Regions from separate parts of the Zea mays genome. Here region 1 is linked to region 2. Evidence: chromatin contacts called from public Hi-C data. All regions are on one chromosome and are shown on one strand. The core of a region is the stretch at or near the end of the contact, and the rest is flanking DNA. Distances in the headings are between cores, read along the strand shown.

Region 1 (6,676 bases), core at 2,599-5,098, 610 kb after region 2:
TTGAATTGAAGATATCATCATGAGTGTGGTAATATGATCAGGAAAGTGACCATATTCAGTTCATCCTTCATCACGAAACAAACAAGACATGGTACAGCTCCAACCCACTTTAACCCTGTAATCAAACAAGAAACTAGGTTCAACCTGTCACTAAAACCAAACAAGGAATGGGTCCGACCCAACCCAGAAAAATGGGTTGGCTCCTACCCGACCCATGTCGTTCCGAAACCAAACACATGTTTAAATACTCCCTCTGATTGCAAATATAAGTAGTTTAGGACATAGGCAAGGTGTACAAGGTGAAACTTTGACTATTAATTTCTGTAACAATAATTTATTTTAAATAGGAAAATACTCCCTGAGTTTCAAAATATAAAACTATTTGACTTTTCTAGCTACGTTGATTTTGTTATGTATCTGAGCATAGTATATATCTAAATGTATAGCAAAAGTTAAGTATCAATAAAAGCTAAAACATCTTATAATTTGAAATTGCGGGATTATATGTTATGAGATTACTTTTCATGATATATATCAGGTACCACTAACCTTATGTTGAAAAACTATTTACGTTTTAGTTATTGTTAATGGTTAAACTAAAAGAAATTGACTTAGGACTAACCTAAAATTATTAACTTATATTTCTGATCAGAGGGAGTAGTTTTTTACATACAAGTTATGGAGGGAACATGATTAAGAAAAAATCGAGCATCAAAATAATGTTTCATATGGATTTAAATATATTGGTTGCCATATATCTCATGATTTATGGTACCGAATCTAGTGTGCCAGAGAACAAATTCTATGTTGATGTAGCCAATGGATCTGAAATTCATGTAGCTGAAAAATCTGTGCAGCAGCACCAGTCGTCACCTTAGCTTTATACATTAGAAAATCTGTACTCAGCATATAGATATTTGCATTCACATTTTGAGCATCCTTTTGGTCTGTTTCCACAAGTTCGACCGTCGGTTCATTTTTCTCAGTTTGCGAAATACATGAAAATATGACCTTGGAGCTCCGTTGGCCGTTGGGCATGTCCTACAATTTCCATTGTAATATCTATAGCCTAAATGGAAGTATTTAGACCCTTTACGGTTGTGTTTTAAGAATTTACTCTCTTCTGTTTCCGATTAATCCATTGTCCACTTATTCCATGAGTTTTCTGAGATATTGAATGGAAGGAAAACAATGTTGGTGTAGCCTTGATGGCCATGGACTACAGTTTACTGTATGATTTGTGATTATCGGCTTTCTGCTGCCTCTTGTCTGCAGATATTTTGTATGACTCGTGGTCTCCAGCGATGACCGTGAGCTCTGTCTGTATCAGTATCCTGTCTATGTTGTCTAGTTCGCCAGCAAAGGTAGCGTTTAGTCTTACTAACTACTCGATCTATTAAAACCTCAGTGCCCTGACTCCATAATCAGACTCTAACTAGCTAACAATGCATTTGTTGCAGCAACGTCCAGTGGACAATGACCGCTATGTCAGGAACTGCCGCAACGGGAGGTCGCCGAAGGAGACCAGATGGTGGTTCCATGACGACACGGTGTAATTGAGCGCCTGTCAGCCTTCCTTGCTGTGGTATATCTCGTCAAGGGGAGATTGGGGATGATTTAGGCCTATTTGTAAGCATCCCTCTATCGGATTGCGAAGCTTACCTTCCTGTGGCGGTGTGTTAAATGAGTTGCACACATGTGTCGAGTCTGAGAATACATATTACCATCATCAATGATATAAGTAATATAGAATAAGCATGAGTGTACCCTGCCTGAATCACTGGAACGAGCTCAAAAGGAATTAACTGTGCAGGTTTAACTATGACTTGCTTTGCTCAATGTGCCTTTGTATCAGTCTGCAGTCTGCTTATGGATTTGCCTGGTTGTTCATTGTAGCGCTGCGCTGCTGCTATTGTGATAGTTGTAACTCGCACTGACACCGATGGATTTGGTATTCCAGTTTTCTTTCTCTGCTTATGGACGTGCTGAAGTCTGAGTGAAATGGGATGGGTAACTTGACATTCTGTAGCAGTCTATCCAAAGTTTATCTAAAAGCACTGTTTTGCACCGTTTTGCAGTGTAAACTGCACTGTTCGTGTAGTGGAGTTTGAATATTGGTATGAGGATGGGTAAGTTGCTGGAGATAGTCAAGTTTGAGCTGCAGTGGAGGAAGTGTGCGTAAATGAAATTATTCTAGCTTATTGATTACTTGTACCAAATAGACGAAAAACAGTGCTGCAGTCTTATGGAAATTGAAGTCAGTCTTCAAACTGTTTGCTGGCGCCAACAATTCCACATATCCCTACTGTTAGTGATATTATTTTATGTATATGTCACATATCCCTACTGTTAGTGCTATTAGCGAAAAAGGTCCCTAACTGAATTGGTTACGTGGTTTGAGCAGCACTCAGATTAGGGATGGCAACGGGCACATTTTACTCGCGTGCTCACGGGTAAAAACCATAGAGGGTGCGGGTTTGAGTGTGAGTTTGTACCCGTGGGTACAGGTACGGGTTTGATTTTCAACCTGACGGTTTTTTTTCTCGTGGGCATAAAAATGTTGTATCTGTACCCGTAAACCCGCATACTCGCGTGTGTCTGTGTAGACTGTAGAGCACATACATCTCAATTTAGTGCCACCCCGAAAGATTTGAGCGGGCGGAGCCAATCAAATGATATAAAAGAAGACTACAGATGCCAGAGAACTCGTTGAACTTTTGGCTAAGATTGGTACATGTTTTTATCAGTTTAATAAATATTTATTATTATGTGTTATCAGTTTAATAAATATTTATTATATGACTGTGCCCGCGGATGCCATAAACTCGCGGGTAGCGGGTTTGGGTAACATACGCTACCCGTCGCGGGTAGCGAGTGCGAGTACGGGTTTAACATTAATCTCGCGGGTACGAGTTTGTAATCTATGTACCCGCGGGTTTTAAACCCGTTGCCATCCCTAACTCAGATCTTATGTTCGATTTTTCATGGAAGCGAATTTAAGACTGTAGTTAAAAAACCCTCTCACTATGTCTTGTCCGCTTCCGGGTTACGTATTGCACACCACCCTCTAGCTGGGTCGTGCAGAGTGGGTAGTGACGGTCCACTGTTGCAGAGTGGACGATGACGGTCCGCTAGTGATGGAGTCATTGTTTGGAGATTTTCTCGCTCGAGACCATTAACTATCAGAGGATTTTGTGCGCCTTATCTGCCGGCCTTAGGTATTGTACTGGGAGGGTGGTCACACCCTCCCGGCCGAATTTTTTGTGCTATTATTTTATGTATATGTCAACAAATTGTCTCTTGCACCTTGTCCAACAAGAGAGCTCCATCTTACTCGAAAAATAAAAATTTAATTGCACCTAAAAGCTCGGATCCAAAATCAACGTCGATGTCAACGTTGAATAAAGGACGACGTGGTGCAGAAGAGCGACTTTCACAAAATAATCTAAATATTTATTCCATCTATTTCTATTTAAATATCTTTGTAGTTAATATACCGATTAAACCTAGTTAAAACTAACTAGTTTTAAAAATACAAACAATATTTATATATTAGAATAAATTTATTAGAAAAATAAATTCAATAATCCACCTAATGATATTAACTATATTTTATAAATATTACTATATTTTATAAAAGTTAGTATTTTATTATATATATATATATATTTGATTAAAATAGAGTATGTTTGATTTTTCGAGAAACGAAAAATGACAGTTAAAATAAGGCCGAGCGAGTATATTTACTTGCTTCATTAACGGATTTAAACCTTTGGCCATTTCTTTACAGTGCAACGTGGACAGCGCGAGCACATTTTTGACTGACCGGCATAGCAGCCTGAGGATCCAAACAGGCGACCCGCGTGTCAGAGATGCAGCATAGCATGGACGCGGGCGAGGTGCGGCACTGGAACGCGGACGTGAACGGCGTCTCCATCCACGTCGCCGAGCGGGGCCCCGAGGATGGGCCGGCGGTGCTCCTCCTCCACGGCTTCCCGGAGCTCTGGCTCTCGTGGCGCCACCAGATGGCCGCGCTCGCCGCCCGCGGGTTCCGTGCGCTAGCCCCCGACCTCCGCGGCTACGGCGACTCCTCCGCGCCGTCCGACCCCGCCGCCTACTCCATCTTCCACATCGTCGGCGACGTCGTCGCGCTCCTCGACCACCTCCAACTCACAAAGGTGCATGCCGCCTTTTCTGTCCCCCTGCCGTACGTGCTTCTTCTTGTTTCTCGCCTCACCATCGCGAGTGACTGTGTGCTGTGCGCGCCGGCGCCGCCATCTGCCACGGATGGATCTGTAGGTGTTCGTGGCGGGGCACGACTGGGGCGCGCATGCGGCGTGGCTCCTCTGCCTGTTCCGGCCGGACCGGGTGCGCGCCGCCGTCGTTCTGGGGGTACCGTACTCCGCTCGACACGCACACGCTCGCCCCATCACGGAGGCCTTCGCGGCGTTTGGCGAGGGCTTTTACATAAATCAGTTCCAGGTGGTGCTCGCTCATCCGATGATCTTCCCCCTCAACCATGCTATCTACTTCGCCTGATTTTGTACCAGCAATTTTGCACCTATATATATCAATAAATGAGAGTTTTCGATAATTTAAGTATTATTAGTCCATAGAAAAAACACAGCGTTTGGCGATGGCGTTTGAAGATTCATACGTATTTACAGGAGGCTGGAAGAGCTGAGAGCGCATTCGCCCGTTACGATGTCGCAACTGTCCTAAAAAAGTTCTACTCCATCGAAATAGATGATGTCACCGCTCCTCCTGGGGTGGAGATCATAGACTTCCTGGAGGCGTCTCCCTCGCCACTTCCTTGGATCAGCGAGGAAGAACTGGGCCAGTATGCTGAGAAGTTTCACAAGTCCGGGTTCACTGGACCCCTCAACTACTACCGCATGTCGGAGACGTAATTTCCTCACCTTAATTAGCTTGTTTCCTAGTACGTACTATTTCTGTCTTATTAACCATTGCCTGGTTACACTGGTCGTAAGTTGTGGTAATATAATTTTGCATGCAGGAACTCGAGACTCCTTGCACCCTGGAACGGAGCGAAGATTACAGTGCCTGTGAAGTTCATAGCTGGCGATAAGGACATCGGTGCCCAGTCCTTTGGAACTGGGGAGTACATCAAGAGCGCGGAGTTCAAGTCCACCGTTCCAGATCTTGAAGTCACCGTCATCGAAGGCCACCATTTTCTCCAGCAGGAGCAGGCCGAGAGGGTGAACTCGGAGATGGTTTCCTACCTCGTCAGGTTTACTAGCTAGCCAGTAAAGAAATCTTTCTGAACTGAAGAAGTCTTGAAGAGCTGAATAAAGTGTGAGCTAGGCATTTGCTCTTAGCTTCTCATCTCATGATCGTTCTCTCGTCTGCACAGCTGGTGGCTGTGACCCGTTCGGTGATTTAGGAGAAGCAATCTCTCGTTCTTTCAGCAGCTAGGTGTGGTGTGGACAGAAGCAAGCTTCGCGTGGGAAACTTGCTCGATGCCAGGACTACCGCCTACGCTCTAGTCTCCAGTGGCGCTCGTCGCTCAAGGGCGTCGCGTCCATTGTTCGTTGATGTCAATTGTCAAGAATGACTGCTCTCCAGCTCTCCCTCCTCCTCTCCATTGTTCTGTTCTGTTTCGTTCAGCGATATTTTTGGGATGTGCGAGTGTGAGGACTACTGCACATCAAAGGATCCTGACTACTGATGCACAATGCAGTAGCGGCGCCTTCTGCATAATCTGGAAGAAGATTGGAACATAGAGTGCCAAGTACTGGCACTGTGCAAGTGCAAGTGAGAGAGGTCATCATCCTGCAGTCCACGGTTGCTACATACAAATGCACCTGTTAATTAGTCACCAGTACCAAGACTGAGGACCACGCTGTGCTACAGGACAGTTACCTGGGTCACGCACTTGTCGTCTTACTACGGCACCGACTGTCTGCTATAGTGATATGAACAAGAAAGAGGATAGCTCTGCACCGCCCTGCTTAACTCTGCATATAAGATCCTTAACTCTGCATATAAGATCCTTAACTCTACATTTCTATATATATAAGATCCTTAACTCTGCATATCATATTCAGGGACGGATAATAATTGGATATACCCTCACCTAGTAGCCAGAGCTGGATCGAATTAAACCCATTAAACAAGTCAAATAATTAATTGCCCCGGCTTTAAGCGTGTACTTCGATTGCAGCTAATAGCAGGCAAATAAACAAGTGGGTATCTCTTGCTTCTGTGGCACAATCACCGACTAAGGCATGCATCTGTTGAGCCAGCATTTGACAGGACCTGTTTGTCCTGGTGTGTGTGCGCCCTAAACTAAATTAAGGGCGCAATCGATCAGTCGCATTCCGATCCTCTCCCGGCCTAGCTACAAGCCATTTCATTTTGTGTTAAGTGCTGGCAGTTTGTGTTGATTGCATATGGTTAACATGGCAGGAAATATTTATTGTGTCTAGCATATATTCTACGTGCCGTGCTCTCTCTTCTCTTCAATTCAAGAAAACACTAGCCAATTGTGAAGATCGTCTAGAGCATGCATATGTATCATGGAAGAAGGTATTAAGTTGTTACACCAACCAGTTTAACCTAAAAGTTTAAGCTGATAATAGGATGTGGACAATTCGCTTGTATTATATTCTAACACTCTCTCTTACGTCGAGCCTTTTTGGGTCTTTGACGTGGA
Region 2 (6,694 bases), core at 1,233-3,732:
ATTCCAAGTTATATAGCCATCTTACATAAAGACTTGTTACTTGTCTAGAAAAGATTGTAACCTTGCATATACGACACGCCTATAGAACGTCCTTGTTCTGATAAACAACACAAATGCCACAGCGGACCCAAACATACAGACACCGGCCATGATCATGAAAGAGAGTGCAAAGCATTGCTTACCTACACAAGAGTGCTCGTCCGGTGGCGATTCAATATCGTATATGTAGCCCACGATGCGCACCGAGAGGATGTAGGACCCAACAGGGCTTGCAACAGCCACCATGTTGAATATGGTGCCGAAATGGCTCAGCCCAAAGATCTCAGATGTTATGCTTGGCATCAGGGCCCACTGACACCCATAGCACATGCCGATGAGCACCGACCCAATGTAGAGCGACGCAGGGAGACCGGAGGAGATGATGGCATGGCCGACGCTCATGACCAGCAGCGTGATGCTTATAAAGAATGGCCTGCCAACTCCTCGCAGGCGAAGGAAATGGTCGGATATGAAGCCTGCACCAAACCGCCCTGAAAAGTTCCATATGCTCCATAGAGACACGAGTGTGCTGGTCTCCTTGGTCGTGTAGCCAAGGGAGCCGCCGATCTGGCTGATATTGTTCACCGTGGCCAGACCTGATCCCATTCCGCAAGCCATTGCCAGGAAGAGCAACCAGAAGTTGAGCTTGCACATGGCCTGTAATACGTTCAGGTTTTCTTTGCCTGAAGACAGGTCTTGGTTAGATCCCCCAAGCGCAGTAGTGCTTGAGCTAGCATTTTCAGAATCCTCTGTGACCTCTTCGCGGAGCAGTCCAGCCCTTTGTTCTGAGATTGATCCTTGATGAGCTATTGATTCTGGCGTCTGGGCCTTTGCAGCCACAGCTATTGGAGACATCACTAGTAGCAGGAGTACCACGAAACAAACGCTCTGCACAGCTGAGCTTATTGGGAAAACTTGACCATAGATTATGAGAATCATCAAGTATCCAGCAACAGTAACAGCAATGAGGGAGAAAGCGTCTAGGAATTTCTTCTCATACCGTTCATGTGGATTGTGGACATCCACAAAATACATGAGCGCCAAGGTGACGGCCGTGGGTAAAACTGCCAGCATCAGTATGAAAGAGCTGGGATCAATGCCAAGAGTGCGGTAAATTTGGACAAGTATTGCCCCACTTAGGCCTAGAAAACCCTGTTGCAAAAGTAAACAGAAATGAATTGAGGTAAGCTGGGGTCAGTCAAAACTGCCAGCATCAGTATGAAAGAGCTGGGATCAATGCCAGAGTGCGGTAAATTTGGACAAGTATTGCCCCACTTAGGCCTAGAAAACCCTGTTGCAAAAGTAAACAGAAATGAATTGTGGTAAGTTGGGGTCAGTCAAAACTGCCAGCATTAGTATAGAACTGCAGGTGTGATCATAGGAATTAATCTCTTGTCAATTGGCTATCAGGTGTCGTACAGATATATCTGTTTTCTTTCTAGCTGCTTGCTCAAACATCTGTATGTCCGTTTGTTAATGGAAATGGGGAAGCCCTCGGTTTGGGAAACAAAAAAAGGAATTTCCTGCCAATTGGCTGGGAGTAAATCAACATAGTTCGGGTTCAAATCGAAACTGACAAATCAATAGCTTTCATAATAGACTGAAGTTTGATGCAGAATGAAGATAAAGTTGTAGAATCTGATCCAAACAGTTTTAGTGGGACAGCGGCATCCAGGAGCAGGACATGATCAAAACCATGGTATCCAATAAGGCACCAGATCTCATAAGCAAAGTACTGAATGTCTCCAGCCCAATGATAACTCTACTGTTGTCTGTTGTTGATATGGAAGGCAACTACCCAAGTCTACAAGATCGTCTGTCTATAATAATGCTTAAAAGAAAGTACCAGGTAGCACAGTCCAGTCAGGGGTCTCAATTTTATCTTCTCGACCGCATTCCGAAATAATGGGCAAGGAAAAGGAATTGAGTTGACCTGCCTTCATGATGCCGATGACAGTGCCTCGTCGGTCGGGGAAGTTCTCGACGGCGGAGACAACATCGGCGGTGTTGAAGAAGGTCTGCGCCTGCGCGGCGAGCAGCATGTAGAGGCAGACGAGCGGGAGCGGCGCGGGCGCGACCCCCGCGACGGCTAGCCACATGGGGAGGTAGCCCGCGGCGCAGAGCAGGGAGCCGGCGAGGAGGACAATCCAGGGGCGCCTGCGGCCCCCCGGCGCCCAAGCGACGAGGAAGCCCGAGAGGACCCCGGCGTTGGCGCCGACGTCCTTGAAGAAGGCGACGGCGTCGAGCGCGAACTGGTCGTAGCGCTGCGAGGCCTTGAGCGTCTGAGAGTAGACGCCGAAGCAGTAGGAGCTCCCCGCGCAGCATTGGATGAGCGCGCTGGCGGCTAGCGCCGACCACCGCGTCCGCGCCCGTGGCATCGGCATCGGCATCGGCGACGGGAAGGGGAATTGGACGCCGCCGAGGCGCCGAACCGTGGTTTGCTGCGACTCTGGCATCCCATATGTTCGCAGCAATAAATAATTAAATATGACTTTTTCATATTTTTTCTTTTTCTTTTTAAATAAAGATTGCCAACACACGACGCCTAGGACAGGCCAAACCATCTCCCTGTCTGGTTAATCAAAACTTATATAAATTAAAGAAGTAATCTGATTCGAAATGATTTCACCTAGACAACCGAACGGCTTATAGAGATAGGTTATACCAAATTTAGTCTATGCATATTGGATGTTTAAATAATAATTATATGTATTAAATATAATGTAATTATAAAACTAATTACATAAATAAAGACGAAAAGGCAAGTTCAAATCTATTGAACCTATATTTAACACTTATAATTGATATCTAAATATTTGATGTGACATAAACTAAAATTTAATAAAAATAAACCAAACAGCCCTTAGTTGTGACAACTAATTTAGATATTTCCGGTAGACAGTTCTTAGCAGTTCATTAATTTGATTTGGTACAAACAGGTCAAATCCCTTTATTTGAAGTCATTCGAACGAGCGCTTCTGGTAAAGAGTGACATATTCATGTAATGGATTTTCTTTAAAAAAAGAAAAGAAAAATGTTATTAGACCCTTTCAACAGATTTAAATTCCAAACCAATCATCGCAATAAAACATATTAACACAATGATGCTCACAACGAAATTAAACCGACAACCATAATCAGATCCTCTGCAACAAAACAATAAAAAAAAAAGGAGCGAGCTTGTCAATTGTCATATGGAGACGCTGTTGGGTATCCCTTTGCCGGTGATCCCCTTCTCCTTGCCGCCGACGTCCGGGAACAGCAGCGTGTACGGCACCTTGGCGGGTCCCTTCCGGTTCTTGAGTCGCGGGTCCCTGTTCCTCTCCGTAATCCGCTTCTCCACCCGGCGGAGCTCCTCCCGGAACCTGTCGAGCAGCTGCAGCACCTCCCCATCGTCGGTCCACGCCGCGGTGGCGCGCTGGCCCAGGTAGAGCTCGTCGGAGGTGTGGTTGGAGAGCACCTCGATGAGCGTGAGCCCGAGCGTGGCGGTGAAGCGGTCGGGCACCGTGTCGAGGAAGAACCTGTCCGGGTCGGCCTCCAGCTGCGCCATCTCCGGGGAGTCCGGCAGCGGCACGAAGCGGCGGCACCGGGTGGGGCGGTTGGGCATGTACCCGGCGTAGCCGTACTGGCCGAAGTTGACGGCGGCGTGCAGCGCGGAGGCGATCCAGATGAGCGTGGACAGCGACTCGGCGAGGTTGGCCACGGAGTCGAGGTCCAGCCAGCACGCCGGGTCGCGCTGGCGGTCGCCGTGGCCGACGCGGCGGACGTCGTCCCACCACGCCTGCAGCTCCGCGTCGGCGGCCACCGCGGCGTCGGAGTGGTAGAAGTGGGCGCAGTAGGTCCTGACCCAGCCCTCGATGGCGCGCCACACGTCCATGCCGTCCACCGCGTACGGGTAGTCCTCCACGTGCAGGGCGATGGCGCCGCCGCCCATCTTGGACGCCATGCCCCTCTTGACGAGCTCGTTGGGCAGGGACTGCTCCGTGAACCTCCACTCGGAGTAGATGGCCGAGGACATCTCCATGGCGTACTTCCCCGGGTACATGGTCCTCTCCAGGATGCCGCCCGCGCTCAGCAGGATGCTCCTGGCCAGCGTGTTGATCTGCATGTTGTCCTTGAAGTGCGGCTCCAGCAGCTTGTGGATCGGGTGCATGGCGCTCATCTGCCTCTTGGTGGCGATGATGAACGGCTCCACCGTCGCGTGCGTGAACAGCCTAATACGCATATGCATATGGATGCATTAAGAAATATTGGAATATTCCTCTAATTTATTTTATATATTTAGAATATTCTTTGGAATATGCTTTTCTGTACGCCTATAAATATAAACTATCCCTGAAATTTGTACTCCACGTTTGATAATGAATCTGTTTCTCCTTGCTCACCGTACGTACCAGTGGCTGATGAGCTGATGGTAGCCTGAATCATTGACGGAGACATGAGCCTTAGCAAGCCACCACAGGTGTCCATCGGTCGTCCCTGGGGTCGCAGGGAGGATGACCCTGCTGCTGACCTCGGCGCCGTCACCGGGCAGGCTGAGCTCTATGGCAAGAGGCTTGAGGGCGCCGTCGTCCCTGAGGAAGAGCAGCGTGCGCGACGCGTAGACGCACACCCCTTGTTGCGTGTTGATGCGCCGCAGGTATGGCATCAGGTAGTCATGGTGGTCAAGAAGATACAGCCTCTTGTCATCTAGTGCCTGCACAATGCACCATGGCTCTCATCCGATTTGGAGCTCTCAGACAGCCAGCAACATTGATGTGTTTGACGACTGACTGACCTTTTGCACAGTTCGTCCTTGGAGCTGGCTCTCGATGTGCGCTTCCGTAATGGAGCTCTTCTTCCCTCCTCTGCTCACCGGCGGGAACACCTCTAGTCTACTGATCACCACCGGGTTGAGCCCCGCCAGCATCTCCCTAGCGAACTCCTCGTCGCTACGCCACGCCTCCTGATCATCTGCATGCATATATGCACAAGTACAGCCATGATAAACATAATCAACCAAACATGAAATGGAAAGTCGAGCTCGGCAAGTGTGTAGTGTGTGTATGTACGTACGCTCGATGACTTGAGGGATGGGGAACTTGACGGGCGTCTCCTTGACCATCTTGGACACCTGCTTGTAGGTCTTGTGCGACGGCACCGACGTCTTGAGCTTGTCCATCACCTGCCCATCCACGGCGACCGGCGGTCTCCTGCCGTACAGGTCGTCCTTGAGCTGATCAAACGAGCGGAAGCTGTTGACGTTGCCGTGGAACAGCGCGTTGGACTCTGGCACCACGAAGTGCGTCACGGCCTGCACCGCCAGCGCCAGCACCTCCGCCAGCTTGGTCGGGCTGAAGCGCTCGTCCGGCGGGATGTAGAAGTCGAGGTTGATGAGGTGCTTCCGCGTCTCCGTCACGCCGTCTTCAGCATATGCCGCGTTTGGTTTCAACTTTGGAGGTCAGATGGAGAAATCGGTCGATCAAAATCAATGGCAGTGGACTATCTAGTGGATGGTGTGTTTGCCTGTCTTGAAGAGAGGGCGGCCGGTGCGGCAGCGGCGCGGGTACGGGTGCGTGGCGGTGCCGCCGAGCGCCGGGCGGGCGCGGTCCTCCTTGTCCGGGTCGCCCAGGTCGTTGTACAGGTCGTAGTCGTAGACGCGCTCCCAGTCCTTGCGCTCGCCGCGGCCGTTGCCCCGGAGGCTCCGCAGCTCCTCGTCTCGCAGCAGGCGCAGAGCCTGGGGCGTCCTGTCGGGCAGGTAGCTCGTGTTGATGAAGAAGACGCGGTCGGCGTTGGTCTTCTTGTAGGGGTAGACCCAGGAGTTGCACTCGAAGTGGACGCTCCGGCCGTCCTCGGGCAGGTTCAGCTGCACGTGGCGGAGGAAGAACTGGTCGTTCCTCAGCCCGTTCTTGACGACGACGGCGCCCGGCGTGCCGAACTCGGCGTCCACGAAGAAGGTCACCTGGTACGCCATCGTGCTCGTCTTCCTCCCCTGCTGCTTCGTCTTCTTGCCGCCCCTCAGCGGCGCCTCCGCGCTCAGCTTCCCCTTGCCCGTGTCTGCGTGCAATTAGTAATAATCGGAGTTGAGATTCTTGCACCGATCGACAGTCCACATGCATGCAGGAAAATTAGAGAAGACGTACTTGGATCCATCTGCGTGCTGCTGAAGAGGCGAAGCGTGGTAGTCTTCCCCGGCAACGACAGGCCAAAGTGGCAAGACACGACCACCGTGCCATCGATGGCGATGTGGTTCTCAGGCGCATGAGCCGGGCTCCGGTCCCACAGGTTCAGGCTCGGACAGAAGGGCATTTGCATCGGCCGAAAGGGAAGGATATCGAGGAAGGAAGGGTGCTAGCTCAACACCTTCTCCCGCTGTCAGTTACTCAGTTGCAGACAAGCAGGGGCCGGCTAATCCCAAGCGCTTATATAGTGTCCCTGCCCATGCATGGGGATTATATTCTTGGAGTGCGTGTTGCCGGGGAAAGAGGAATGTGTGCCAGCCTTTGGCCTCACCCTTTCTTCTCCTTCTCCCTGTCTGCATCTGATGCTGCCTCCAGCTGCGCTTTTAGTTTTCTTTCAGGAGAGGGAAGCATATGCAGCAGGTAGCCACAGTCTCTATCGTACTATCACTATTCACCACTCACGATCAAGCTACTGAAAGTGAGCTTGTCCTGGA

What was found. A called contact is a pair of places that touch in the nucleus more often than the background predicts.
Region 1: a contact with region 2 is called in a Hi-C map of ear, with 2.4 times the contacts expected there. The contact joins the promoter of LOC100286370 here to the promoter of LOC100283028 in region 2. A contact is called at or near these places in 2 of 25 Hi-C or Micro-C datasets (ear and leaf).

Annotation. Positions count from the first base shown.
Region 1 is chr3:107,111,616-107,118,291 of Zm-B73-REFERENCE-NAM-5.0, forward strand. LOC100286370 reads left to right here and starts at 3,849. Exons shown (of 4, transcript NM_001159257.2): 1 at 3,849-4,178; 2 at 4,300-4,482; 3 at 4,668-4,906; 4 at 5,018-5,596. The coding sequence starts at 3,885. The coding sequence ends at 5,264. It overlaps LOC100272309 (ubiquitin conjugating enzyme 1), which reads left to right. Exons shown (of 6, transcript NM_001146794.1): 5 at 1,276-1,364; 6 at 1,461-1,853. The coding sequence ends at 1,556.
Region 2 is chr3:106,502,227-106,508,920 of Zm-B73-REFERENCE-NAM-5.0, forward strand. LOC100283028 reads right to left here and starts at 2,483. Exons shown (of 2, transcript NM_001371893.1): 1 at 1,977-2,483; 2 at 1-1,191. The coding sequence starts at 2,429. The coding sequence ends at 37. lox12 (linoleate 9S-lipoxygenase12) reads right to left here and starts at 6,391. Exons shown (of 6, transcript NM_001112527.1): 1 at 6,162-6,391; 2 at 5,545-6,075; 3 at 5,095-5,442; 4 at 4,817-4,992; 5 at 4,434-4,735; 6 at 3,098-4,253. The coding sequence starts at 6,333. The coding sequence ends at 3,230.